Linked DNA regions of Mus musculus: region 2 is linked to region 1. The links are chromatin contacts, called in public promoter capture Hi-C maps. All regions are on one chromosome and are shown on one strand. Each heading gives the region's core, a stretch centred on a gene start, on an enhancer-like site or on the middle of the called end of the contact. The rest is flanking DNA. Distances are from core to core; before and after follow the strand shown.

Evidence for each region. Capture Hi-C pulls out chosen DNA fragments and counts their contacts.
Region 2: a contact with region 1 is called in a promoter capture Hi-C map of liver. The contact joins two enhancer-like sites. A contact is called at or near these places in 1 of 39 promoter capture datasets (the C10 cell line), 11 of 484 Hi-C or Micro-C datasets (the C10 cell line, CD4 T cells, the G1E-ER4 cell line and 6 more) and 3 of 9 other capture datasets (adipose tissue, liver and pancreatic islet).

Annotation. Positions count from the first base shown.
Region 1 is chr13:14,189,273-14,195,202 of GRCm38.p6, reverse strand. It overlaps Arid4b (AT rich interactive domain 4B (RBP1-like)), which reads right to left. Exons shown (of 24, transcript NM_194262.2): 21 at 3,947-4,060; 22 at 1,622-1,837. Among named protein-coding and RNA genes, the nearest start is that of Gm26129, 100 kb to the right of the region's middle. Within about 2 kb of position 3,177, at least 4 of the 459 cell types and tissues checked have an H3K27ac peak or open chromatin away from gene starts, as enhancers often do. A contact at or near this core is called in liver, where this site is marked.
Region 2 is chr13:13,991,001-13,996,930 of GRCm38.p6, reverse strand. B3galnt2 (UDP-GalNAc:betaGlcNAc beta 1,3-galactosaminyltransferase, polypeptide 2) reads right to left here. Exons shown (of 12, transcript NM_178640.3): 8 at 5,379-5,562; 9 at 2,391-2,516; 10 at 1,656-1,815; 11 at 1,148-1,204; 12 at 1-38. Among named protein-coding and RNA genes, the nearest start is that of B3galnt2, 39 kb to the right of the region's middle. Within about 2 kb of position 2,215, at least 14 of the 459 cell types and tissues checked have an H3K27ac peak or open chromatin away from gene starts, as enhancers often do. A contact at or near this core is called in liver, where this site is marked.

The DNA of each region.
Region 1 (5,930 bases), core at 1,928-4,427:
TTGGTGCACACCTGTTATACCAGCTAAAGCACACACACACAAAACAAAGACATCAAAATATAGCTCTACTCCCTGCCCTTTGACTACAATAACCAGACACAATGAAATGTACAGTACAGGGTTTGTTGAATGAACACATACAAACCAAAGACTTTATAATCTATGCATTATGCTAAAACTCTTCTTTTGAGCAAACAGGGTCTTGTTATGCAGCCCAAACTGACCCGGCCTTCCATTCTTGCTGTCTCTGTTTTCTGAATGCTAGGATTATAGAGCTGTCCCCAGCTCTACTAAGTTTTCTAGTTATACACAACACTGCCACAGTGTATGAGTTAAAATAGCCAATGGAGCCTGGCTATACCTGGTATAGGCTATGGTGAAATACACCTTTAATCCCAACACTTGGGGGCAAATGAAGGAGGCTGCCTCTGAGTCCCAGGTCAGCCTGGCCTATACAGTCAGTTCCAGACCAGACAAGGCTACATAACCAGACTGTGTCTCAAAAACAAAACAAAACAAAACAAAACAACCCACCAACCCAGTTATGATGGCAGGCTTGAGATTCTAGCCCCCAGGTAACTAAGGCAGGGATTGCCTTGAGTTTGAAGGCAACCTTATCTATACACTGAGTACCCAGCCAGACAGGCTATATAGCAAGATCTTGTTTCAAAAAGGAAAAGTATATTTACAAATATGGTGCAAAGACACCAAAAGGTTAAAATTGTATTTTGGAAGAGAAAGGAGACGGGGGTCTTATTTTGTAATCCATGTTAGTCTCAAACTCTCAATCCTCCAGTCTCAGACTCCTGAGCTCTGAGAGTACAGGTGGGTGGACCCATACCTAGCTACCATACGATGTTTTTCTTTAAAAGACAAAGTAAGAAAAAGATTTATTTTTATTATTATTATTTTTAAAGATTTATTTATTTTATGTATGTGAGTACACTGTAGCTGTACAGACGGTTGTGAGCCTTCATGTGGCTGTTAGGAATTAAATTTAGGACCTCTGCTTGCTCTGGCCGGCCCCGCTCACTCCAGCCAAAAGATTTACTTATTATTATACACAAGTACACTGTAGCTGACTTCAGACACACCAGAAGAGGGAGTCAGATCTCATTACAGATGATTGTGAGCCACCATGTGGTTGCTGGGATTTGAACTCAGGACCTTTGGAAGAGTAGTCAGTGCTCTTACCCACTGAGCCATCTCACCCACTCCTATTTTTACTATTTTTAATTGGGTATGTGTGGTCTATGTTCCTGAGTTCAGGTGCCCAAAGAGGACCAAGGTATCAGAGCCCCTGAGTTACAGTTGTGAGATGCCTGACATGGGTGCAGGAAATTGAACTGCCCTCCTCTGGAAGAACATACTCTTAACTAGTAAGCCATTCCTCCGGCACCCTACACTGTCTCCAGGCAGATTCTCAGCCTTACATGTACTCAGTGCTGGCTAGCACCTGTCTTAATATTTTCTTTTAGCAATTTGTTCATTCTAATCAGGATCTTAGTAAGGTCTATACTATGCCATGTCTCTCAGGCTCAGTGTAGTTTCTTTTTTAAAGCCCCGGCATCAGGAGTAACTAAGACAAAACTCCTACATCTAAACTACATATGTCACTTACACGTCTGAAAACTCCACTTGTAAACCTTGGGAAGCCGGTTACTAGGCTCCTTGAGATCAGGGTCTTTATCCCCATTCCTGCCACCTTTTCCTGGAGACTGTACCCTTGCTGGAGACTTGCTGTTGTGGGTCTTCATTCCGGTGGGGACTGACTTGATTGTCTGAGTCTTAGTCACACTTTCACCAGCTGAGAGTTCTTCACTGTCACTACTGTTTGCTGAAAGAGAAAGAAACCATCAGTAAACAAAAGTTGGTCAAACTATCATCAACTTACGAGGATAACTCTAAATATACCACTTGATTTTTCTACTACAGTAAACAATCTACCTAGAAATCCTAGAAAATCGGTGTTGAAGATTTAGCTCAGTTGTGTAATGCTTGCCTAGCAAGCCCAAGTCCCTGGGTTCAGCCCCCAGCACTGGAAAAATAAAACCTAGAAAAAGCACATGCGTATGCAGACATAGCTCATCCAAGGGAAACAAATGCCAAAGTCTTCCCACCTATATTGCCAATAGGTATGAACTCGTTGCACTGACCTTCCATTCTGCTAGCTTTACTATGAAACACAGTGAGCCAGTAGCTGATGCACCCACATACCTATATCACAGATGCTTCACTCAGTCACAGGCTCTTACCTAGCTAAAGAGCTTTTTACTCTGTTGGAATAAAGGATTCCTTGTAGGAACGTCTTCATTATCTACACAACTCTAGTACACAGCAACATGTAGCAATTCCACTGCCACAGTAGTACATATCACCATCACTAATAGATTCCTTAACCTCTTTACACTCAATAGCTTGTTTCCTATAAGTCATCACCATCACTAATTAAGCTTCAGTCCTAGAATGGATGAACTTATCCCTGGCCACTTGCCTTGTGACAGGAATAGGGCTTGTTTAGTTGTACATGTCCTCTTTCTGGATACAAAGTACCATGATAGATTCTGTTGCAGAGATTACACTAAGAATGGTCAGAGAATAGTCAATGACCTGATTTGCCAGGATGGAAGCCAGATAATCAAAGTGGGACACTACCATGAACTCCACTAGACAAACTTATTTATTGACTCTTTGAAGATGAGCCTTTCTGGAAATGACATTAAAATGGTAACAAAGACAAAAGCATTACAGTGTAAGAAAAACCTATTTGAGCTCTTCTATTACTTATACCAAGTAATCTAGAACCAATTTGGCATACATTGATGAATTATTCTTTAGTAGTGCCCAAGTAGGGGCTCTGAAAGTATCAAAAGTGATCAAAACTGTAAAGGTGCACCTCCTCCCCTGAAGTAAATAACGTCTGCGTCCTAAACACACGTCTTACTGAATTCTCCAGTCCTCACTGCCGCTCTGAAACCATAGCAACTCCTAACTAAGCCACCCAAGGCTTGGCCCCTTTATGTGCTGTGGCCTGCCTCAGCCTGCCTGACACGGCCTTGCTGAGCACAGCCACCCGGGGCCCCGAAGGATGCCATATTCACCGCCTGGAAGTCATATGGGCTCGGCAGAAGCTCGGGGAGCTGACCGCGTAACCCTTTTCTGCACTGCAGTGCAGCCAAGGCCGCTGCTAGCAAAGGTCAGGCAGTGGAGGTGGCAGGAGTCTCGGAAGAGCAGCAGGGGTCAGTGTGGGGCACCTGAAAAAAAATTCTTTACATATTTTCCACTTCTTATTTTGTCTACAAAAAATAAACAAATAAATAAATAATCAAATGCACAGCCCTCAGAAGCAGCAAAGCATTATAGTCTCTGCAGGCCAATGAATAGTCCCTGCCAGTCTGAGATAGATAGGTGATTGCTGTCAAGTAGTATGGTTTGGAGGCAGATGTAATGTCACAGACTGGAACTGTGCCTATGACACTATCTTTGCCTGCTGTTCTGAAAAATTATGAAGCAATCCACTTCATTATAACAAAAACACAAATCATAGATGTAGACACTGTGAACATGAAGGTAACTGGGTCATAATATCTACACGATCACTCACCAGCAACCAATACCTATAGTACCGATTTGCTCAATCCTAGGCTGTAGCCATGATCAGAAAACTCCTGTGTAACTTTTGGCTGCTTATTGTTTGTGACAGTCACATCTAATCCAGGCTGACTTTGAACTGGCTATGTAGCCCAGAATGGTCGTGAACTCCTGATTCTTCTGCCTCTACCTCCCAAACAATGTCATTATAGGTGTGCACCAACTGTCCAGCCTGTGTGACTTTTAAGGTTATGTGGAAAAAAATGTAGAATTATCCTATAATCAAATAACCTTTGTGGGGGAGGACAACTATTATTTTTGGATCTTGAAGCTTCAAAGCAAATTTTATACTTACTGCCTTTTCCCTTCTTTTTGTTGTTCACCACGGTGGCTTTATGGCTTCTCTTCTGCTTTTTTGATGAACTTCCTACTCCCTGAGTATCTTTCACTCTTTTCTGACCTGTACAGGCTGTAATGAGAAACACAAAATAGAATCTCCCTTTTATTTTGCTAGGGATAGAGGTTGAGGCCGGGGCTTCACAGGTGCTTGGCAAATGCTCTGCCACTGAGCTACACATCCAGTCCAGCAATACAAGACACAGCCAGACATTTCCTAGTTGACTTAAGTATTTTAGAAGAAAGTATTCTCAAACTATACACTTCTATGAGATGTAATCACATGATCACATCACTTCTATGATAAATAATCACATGAGTTATTTCTCAACTTTTAACTAACTGTCATTAATGACAGCCAACCCGAAAATGTAAGAGCTTCTTTCAGAAAAACAAGGTACATTCTTCTCAGGAAAAGCACGACTGAAAATGCTGTCAGCACAGCAGTTAATGGGTCTAGTACCTCAAACATAGGACTGTCCTATAAAACTAAGTGTTAAGGTTCTGTTACAAGTTAATATGTTAACAGAGTAATGTAATTTTAAATGATACATATGGGGGCAAGGATGTCATACAGCTTAGACTGGCCTCTAACCTCTACAGAGCTGACAACTACCTTCAACTCCTGATTATGTTTGCACCTCCCTAGTTCTGCAATTACAGGTTAAAAGCACGGTGCTTTGCAACATATTAATTGGATACATTTTTGATAGAAACTCATTAATTGTTTTATGTGAATTTACTTTTAGGGCACTGGCTAACTAACATGTAAACAACTTACAAACTCAGCAACATGGTCTAAAAAAGACATTTTGGTGTGAAATGACATGCAAAGGGTATTATAAACCAACATCATATCATTCTTTCTTAAACTGTGTTAGCTCGTGTTTATTTTCAATGAGAAATTCCCTGATGCTGCAAATTCATCACTATTCTAAACTGTAGCATTTCTATATACTATTAGTGTTGTCTTTAGCCCTTGTTATGCTTCTGTATCTTTTGAATTATACACAATCTTAGACTACCAAAAATAAGCTTTTAAAAAAAGAGGCAGATATATCTACTTGCTTCCAATTTCTAATACCATAACACATCATATCAAAGGACATCAGGTGTGGCACCAAAACTGTTTCTTCCTGCTCCTGTTATCAATGGTAAAATTAACCTATAGTTACAAAATATGGCTTTCTTGGTTGAAAAATGTAATAGGCTGTTCACTGTATGAAATCTGTATTTTTTTTTACTAAATAAATTAATTACCGTCAAGTTCCTTCTGTTATGTATTTTATAAACTAATGCTTAAAAGAAAAGTGAGTCAAAAGTCAGAATAAATACATTTCTGAAACACATCTTAAAAATAAATAAATAAATAAATAATTAAAATGAGCCCATATGGTAGATGTCTAAGAGTTTATTGAGGCATAAATTTTTAAAAATTGAATAGTCCTTTGATTTGATAAAGCAGGTGGCTTCAAGTTCCATACCCTTAAAAGAGTATTTATTTTATTTTTAATTATATATGTGGGTATGAGCTTGGGTAGGTGCCCATGAAGGCCGGAAGATGGTGTTGAATCCCCTGGAATTGGAATTACAGAATGTTGTGAACCACTTGATGTGGGTGCTGGGAACTGAATTCTGGTTCTCTGCAAAAGTGGTGTGCACTCTTAATCCCTAAGCCATCACTCTAGCCACAGCACTTTAGAAAGAAAATTCAATATTTGTATGTGTGTGTAAGAGGACAACGTTCGTGATTTGGTTCATTCTTTCAACCAAATGTGTTTTAGGTATCACATCTGAGTCATCAGGCTTTGTGACAAGTGCTTTTAACCAAGGAACCGTCTTTTCAGCCCAAATCCCATAGTTTTAATTTAATTAAGATTAATATTCAAAAGAGCAACACTGACTGAGCCTCAGTAGAAAAGGTATCAAACTCTTTCTGGATA
Region 2 (5,930 bases), core at 966-3,465, 200 kb after region 1:
CCTGTCTCACAGGTTTTCTCACACAGCCACAGGCTGTCCTGTTGAGAAACAAATACGAAATACAAGACAGAATCAGGAAGGAAGGAAGGAAGGAAGGAAGGAAGGAAGGAAGGAAGGAAGGAAGGAAGGAAGGAGAGATAGATAGATAGATAGATAGATAGATAGATAGATAGATAGATAGATAGATAGGAAGGACACCTAAATGTACTCTACCCAAATCTGAATAAGTATCAAATGCTGTGAGAGTGAAGCTGAGTTCCTCCCATCACTATGCTGTAAGAGCAGGCATGTCCAAGATGCCTGACGCAAGTCCCAAGTATTATACTGCTCAACGGAATAACAGAACATGTATATGAAGAAACACATTGAATCTCAGAACACAGATCCTGAGTAAAAATCTAAAAATCTTTTAAAACCATGCTTCTGATGAACACAGGCTGCTGATCCCTGTCTCTCAAAAGCACGCCTAGAATGAGGGACTCACCAGTGGCAGCAGAGTGGGCACTATGCCTTGTGTACATGGAAGAGAACAAAGCCCTCTGTCCAAGAGGCTCTTCAGCTCCAGAAGGCAATGTAAATTATTTAGAAATGACAGTGCCCCATAGGGCAAAACAAAATAAATATCCTATGTATGACGATTTAAGTGGGGTCACAGTAAGGATCTTCACATAACAACAAGCTCCACACACAGCCTATAGAAACTATAGGTCACAAGACTCTGATTTGCTGAGAAGGCGGAGTATGATGTAGCAGCAGGACTCGAGCTTATTCTGGTCCTGCTGAGTGAGTGTGGACGTGTGGCTCTGAATGGCAGACACTGCGTGCGTGTCCTGTTTTCTGTACCTTCTACAGCCAGAGAAGAAGGTTAAGAATCAAGAAATGAATACAACAAATGAGGCAAAAATCTTGTTCCTTCCAGCCCGTTTTCCTACCTTCCATTTTAGTCTTTGCACACACATCCTGCCTCCACACCACTAGGTCCTTAGAAATAAAATTCTAGGTAAAGTCTGCTGTCAGAAAAGTTGAGAGGTCACAATTTAAAAATCATAGCTGGGACACCAGAAGCCTTTTATCCCCGGTGCCAAGGGTTGGATGTTCACTTGCACACCTACAAGAGCCCAGAGGTCAGCATCCCAGACCTGCTTACCTGGTGTCTTTTAGGTCCTATGGCTGCCATCCAAATGCCCATGCTGACATCTTCACCCTACTCAGGAGCAAATGCCAACTTCTTAATGTTTTTGTAACAAAAAGTGATATGTAGAGTTAGCCAACCCAGATGTGTAACGATGAGCCAGAGATGGGAGACAGGAAGCACACAGCAATCAAGCCCTTTCCTCACATACCTTACATCAACACACTGGGCATACATACTTGGTCCCTGACTCTATAACCAAGCCAGGAGAAAGAAAGCACTTCTTTATGAACAGAAATGTTTACATTCCTCCACAGAATACATTTCCAAACAAAGATTAAAAACAGTGAAAGCAGGCTCAAAGAAAATATTAGAATAGTTATCATGGCTAGAGTCTGAGAAGTGTCAGGTAAATGTCCCTGATCTTTAGGGAGTAACTCCTACAGAGAAAGGACAGCCATGGTAAGCTGGCTCTGCTTCAGGGACATCTCAGGACACTGGACTGTATGAGTGACCTTGTTACCTGATAGGTCTTTAACCTTCTGGAGTTGCCTGCCAGCCAGTCAACGATATCCTTGGAGATCACATACCCTGACCCACATGCAAAGGCAGGGTAAGCCGGGCTCGGGTATTCCAGCTCCTGCCATTTTCCGGTTCTGTCCACTGCCCAATTCAACCTGAAACTGAGACGTTACAATGGTGGCTTCTCTGTAATGGCTGGCCATATCCTTCTACTAGCTGCCTTCCATCACTACCAAGGAGATGAAGCAGGAAAAAGATTCTTGCTGCCTAAGGAAAGGAATTATTTACCCAATGGTAGTTTATACAGATTAGATAAGCTCTCAGTTTCTGAATGGAAACTAAGAGAAGCCCACCCTGTGTTTCAGGACATACTTAACTGAAACCAAACCCACCAAATCATCAACCCGGCACTGGTCCTGAGCAGCAGAGGCAATGGCTGAGGAAATGTGTCAGACATGATTCTAACCGAAACCAAACCAAACTAAGCAAAGAGGATACAACAGTTGCAGGAGACCGTGTGCTTCTAAAACAAAAGCCACATCTTTGACTCCTGGTTAATAAACCTGAGATTTTTCAATAAAATAAACAAAATTCCCTCAGATTACAGTGATAACATATTAACCCAGAAGAGTATAATCAATAATTTTCTTAACTTTATCTATGTAAAAGTAACTTCCATATTTCATTCTAAATTAATCACACTTAATCAGGTATTGGCGGTCCATGTTTCACTTACTTTCCCCACCAAAAATTAGGCCCATCTAGATTCTTCTGAGCAATTCTATTAAACACAGCTTCTAAGTCTATATAACAGTCGTCATCTGTCTTGAGCAGCAAATCGAAGCTGGTGGATTCCACAGTCCTGTTGACAGAAAAAGAAATATGCAAGTCCGTGCAGCTATGGAAGGGCACAACACTACACCTGTACAGCTGTGCACCTTCAGTGTCTTACCCTACACACAGAACACCATTACTGTGGCCATCGACTGCACTTGGTCCTCACTTCATCAACTGGAATCACAGAAGAATGAACAGAAAAGTCTGACTGAAGTAGAATATGCATTTTTTTTTGTTTGTTTGTTTGTTTGTTTGTTTCGTAACAGGGTTTCTCTGGCTGTCCTGGAACTCACTTTGTAGACCAGGCTGGCCTCGAACTCAGAAATCTGCCTGCCTCTGCCTCCCAAGTGCTGGGATTAAAGGCGTGCGCCACCACGGCCACCTTAGAATATGCATGCTAACAAGGGCTTCCCAGTCATTCTCCACATCAGCTACCAGGCCTACCTGTCACCTGTACCCTGCCCCACGTGTGCCTGGTTACAAAGCTCATCATGGGACAGGTATCAGACCTGAAACTCTCACTTAGAACACTGAATGTGATGTGTTATGAAACGGGCCAGGTGTGGTGGGAAGCAGATCCGAGAGCTCTGAATTCTAGGTTAGTCAAAATACTAAGTGAGACAGACGGTCGCAAAGCTTCTTTGTAAAAAAAAAAAAAACTGAATATATTATGGGTTAAAACATGATTTATAAGGTGCAAACATATTTGTCTTTGGAACCAATTTCCAGCATTTCAATTATTATAAACAACCAACCCTCTGTAAGAACTTCATTTCTCTAGTTTTCTTGATGACATCAAACAAGGCAAAACTAGGTTCCCTGACTGTCAGTCCCTGCACAACACATCTGTTTGTAAGTACATATTTGTAAGGGGATCAGCCAACTATATAGACCAAGCTGGCCTCAAACTTATAAAATCCACCTGCCTCTGCCTCTGTAGAAATGAGAATAAAAGTGCACACCACCAAACTTAGTCGTTTATTTTTAACAGTATAACAGAAACGTAGTATTTGCCAATCAGAAATACGCTTTTGTTTTCAAAGATGCTTAGATCACTGGTGGGTGACTCTGCTGAGTAAATAAGGTCAAATAATTAAACACTGATTTAAAACGTGGCTGGTGCCACTAGTGCCCTCCTACACTAGTCCTCTTTTGTGTCCCCAGGGTTTCCTACACAAAGCATGCTGAAAAACAGATGGTAAGTGGTAATGTGGGCTATGAGGAGGCAGATCTAAAAACAGCTCTGCTGAGGTTTGACAACAGTAAAGAGAAGGGAGGCAAAAAACAATGGGAGAGGTAGGTAAGGAGCAGGAGGAGGAAAACTGAAGGTTCCCTGGGAAAGATCTCTGTTAGAAATGCTAGTGCCCCCCCTCACCCCAATCTTAAGTCCTGACTTCCCATTCCTCAAACTCCTCACAGTGGCATCTACACTGGGAATTCTGAGTGCTGGGATTTTAGATGCACCACAACCACCTGCTCGGGATAGGCTCCTATTGCTGTCTAAATACAGTCCTGGTATTTCAGACTCAACTGCCTTCTACCAAAATAATAACTAGTCCCAGTTAGATAATGTTACCTTCAGCAAACTAACCGGACCATCTACAGAGTATGACTCCAAGAAAACATATCCCTTGTACACGTGCCCTTGTGAACTTCCCACCCAAGAAGGGAAGTGAAGAAAGAGATATGATAGTCTTTCCAATAAATAAGGTTTCCAAAGATAAGGAAAAAAATGTGAAATCCTAGTCACACATACTCCAGGGAGTTAGTACTTCAGCCATGTGAGAGAGAAAGCTGTTCCTCGGAAAGTCAGCACAGCCACAAGCAACTACCAACTATGATTGGTAAAATAACATTATTGTCACAGACATAGAATACAGCCAAGCTAGGAGAACTACTGGAGGCTCCAGGAAGTTAGGAGAGTTCATCTCACTGAGCAACTACTAGAGTTTGTAAAACAGACAAGGAGGGTTGTCTTTCAGAGCCTTGCCCTGTGAAAGCTAGCCTTCATGTTCTAGGAGCCTTCTGCCTCAGCTCCTGTGCAGCTGGACAAAACTCATGTGCCCACTCGCTGCATCTATCCAAATGCAAGGGATCCGGAAGCCCATGGAGTAGAGACTGGAAATGGAAGGTGGATATTTAATTGAGAAGAATTCAGACTAGTAACTTAGTGTGAACATAATTAGGGAATTGGGGTAGATAAGTAGGAATAAAACTAAAAAGGGACCATTTCCAGACTGGAAATGGAAGGTGGATATTTAATTGAGAAGAATTCAGACTAGTAACTTAGTGTGAACATAATTAGGGAATTGGGGTAGATAGGTAGGAATAAAACTAAAAAGGGACCATTTCCAGACTCAGTGAATTCATCCAGTGCTAGGCTGAGACACCTGAAGTATGTAGGAATGAATCCAAGGGAATTAATTTTGATTTGTTCGTTTTGATCCCTTAATACCATTCACACTGTGGATCTGTTTATCTAAATAAGAAAGACACAGCATGTTCAAAGATGTCTTCCAAAGGAGCCAGGTGCTGGAGAGTTGGCTCAGCAGTTAGAACTATCCTGGTACTCAAGTAGGGCAGCTTACAACTGTATGTAACCCTAGTTCCAGAGGATCTAATGCCTTCTTTTGGCGGCCCAAGGCACTCATGCTTACATAACAGACATTTACATTTGAATAATTAAAACATAGAAATAAAAACATAAAGTTTTTATTTTATGAAGTAGAATCTATATCTTATAAAATATTTTTTAAAACCTTAAAATTAATTTTTTTAAAGATCCAGGATGTAACAGACTGCATTTCAGGTGATAAGTCTTTTAAATTTTGAAATCTCAGTGGCTTGATGATGTTTCATAAACCTACCCCACATATGTACAACCTACCATCTATAGAAGTTCAGTAATTTTGCAGGAACATTCCGGTAAGTATCCACAACATCCACGAAGACAATGTCGTCATGGACACTGCTTTCCTCCTGCAGTAAGGCATCTTCCACCTGCAGATCCTGTATGTGATCTGCAAGTCTCTGGGGCCGAGAATAAAGGCTTCTTAATAGTGCATCACCTTCTGAAAAGGAAAAACTGACTATTGAAGAGAAATACTACTGCACACTCAGAACCCAGAACTTGAAAATGTTACCAGAATTCCTTCCCCAAGAAAGCCACTGGAGCACACATCCGTTAGGATCTACAGGTAGAGCTACAGCTCAGGGAAGCCTACTTGGGATGTGATATCACATGTGATCTTACATGGGTATTTCTCTGCAACACAGTTTCTTATGTTGGTAAATAGCAAAACTAGAACAAACAGAAAGAGTCCAACTATGCTTTACTTGCATAAAAGAATGCATTGATTTGAAAAGTAAGCTTTTTTTGGCTTTGTTTTGGAGACAGGGTGCTGCCACACAGCTCAGAATGGCTTTGAAGTCATAATCT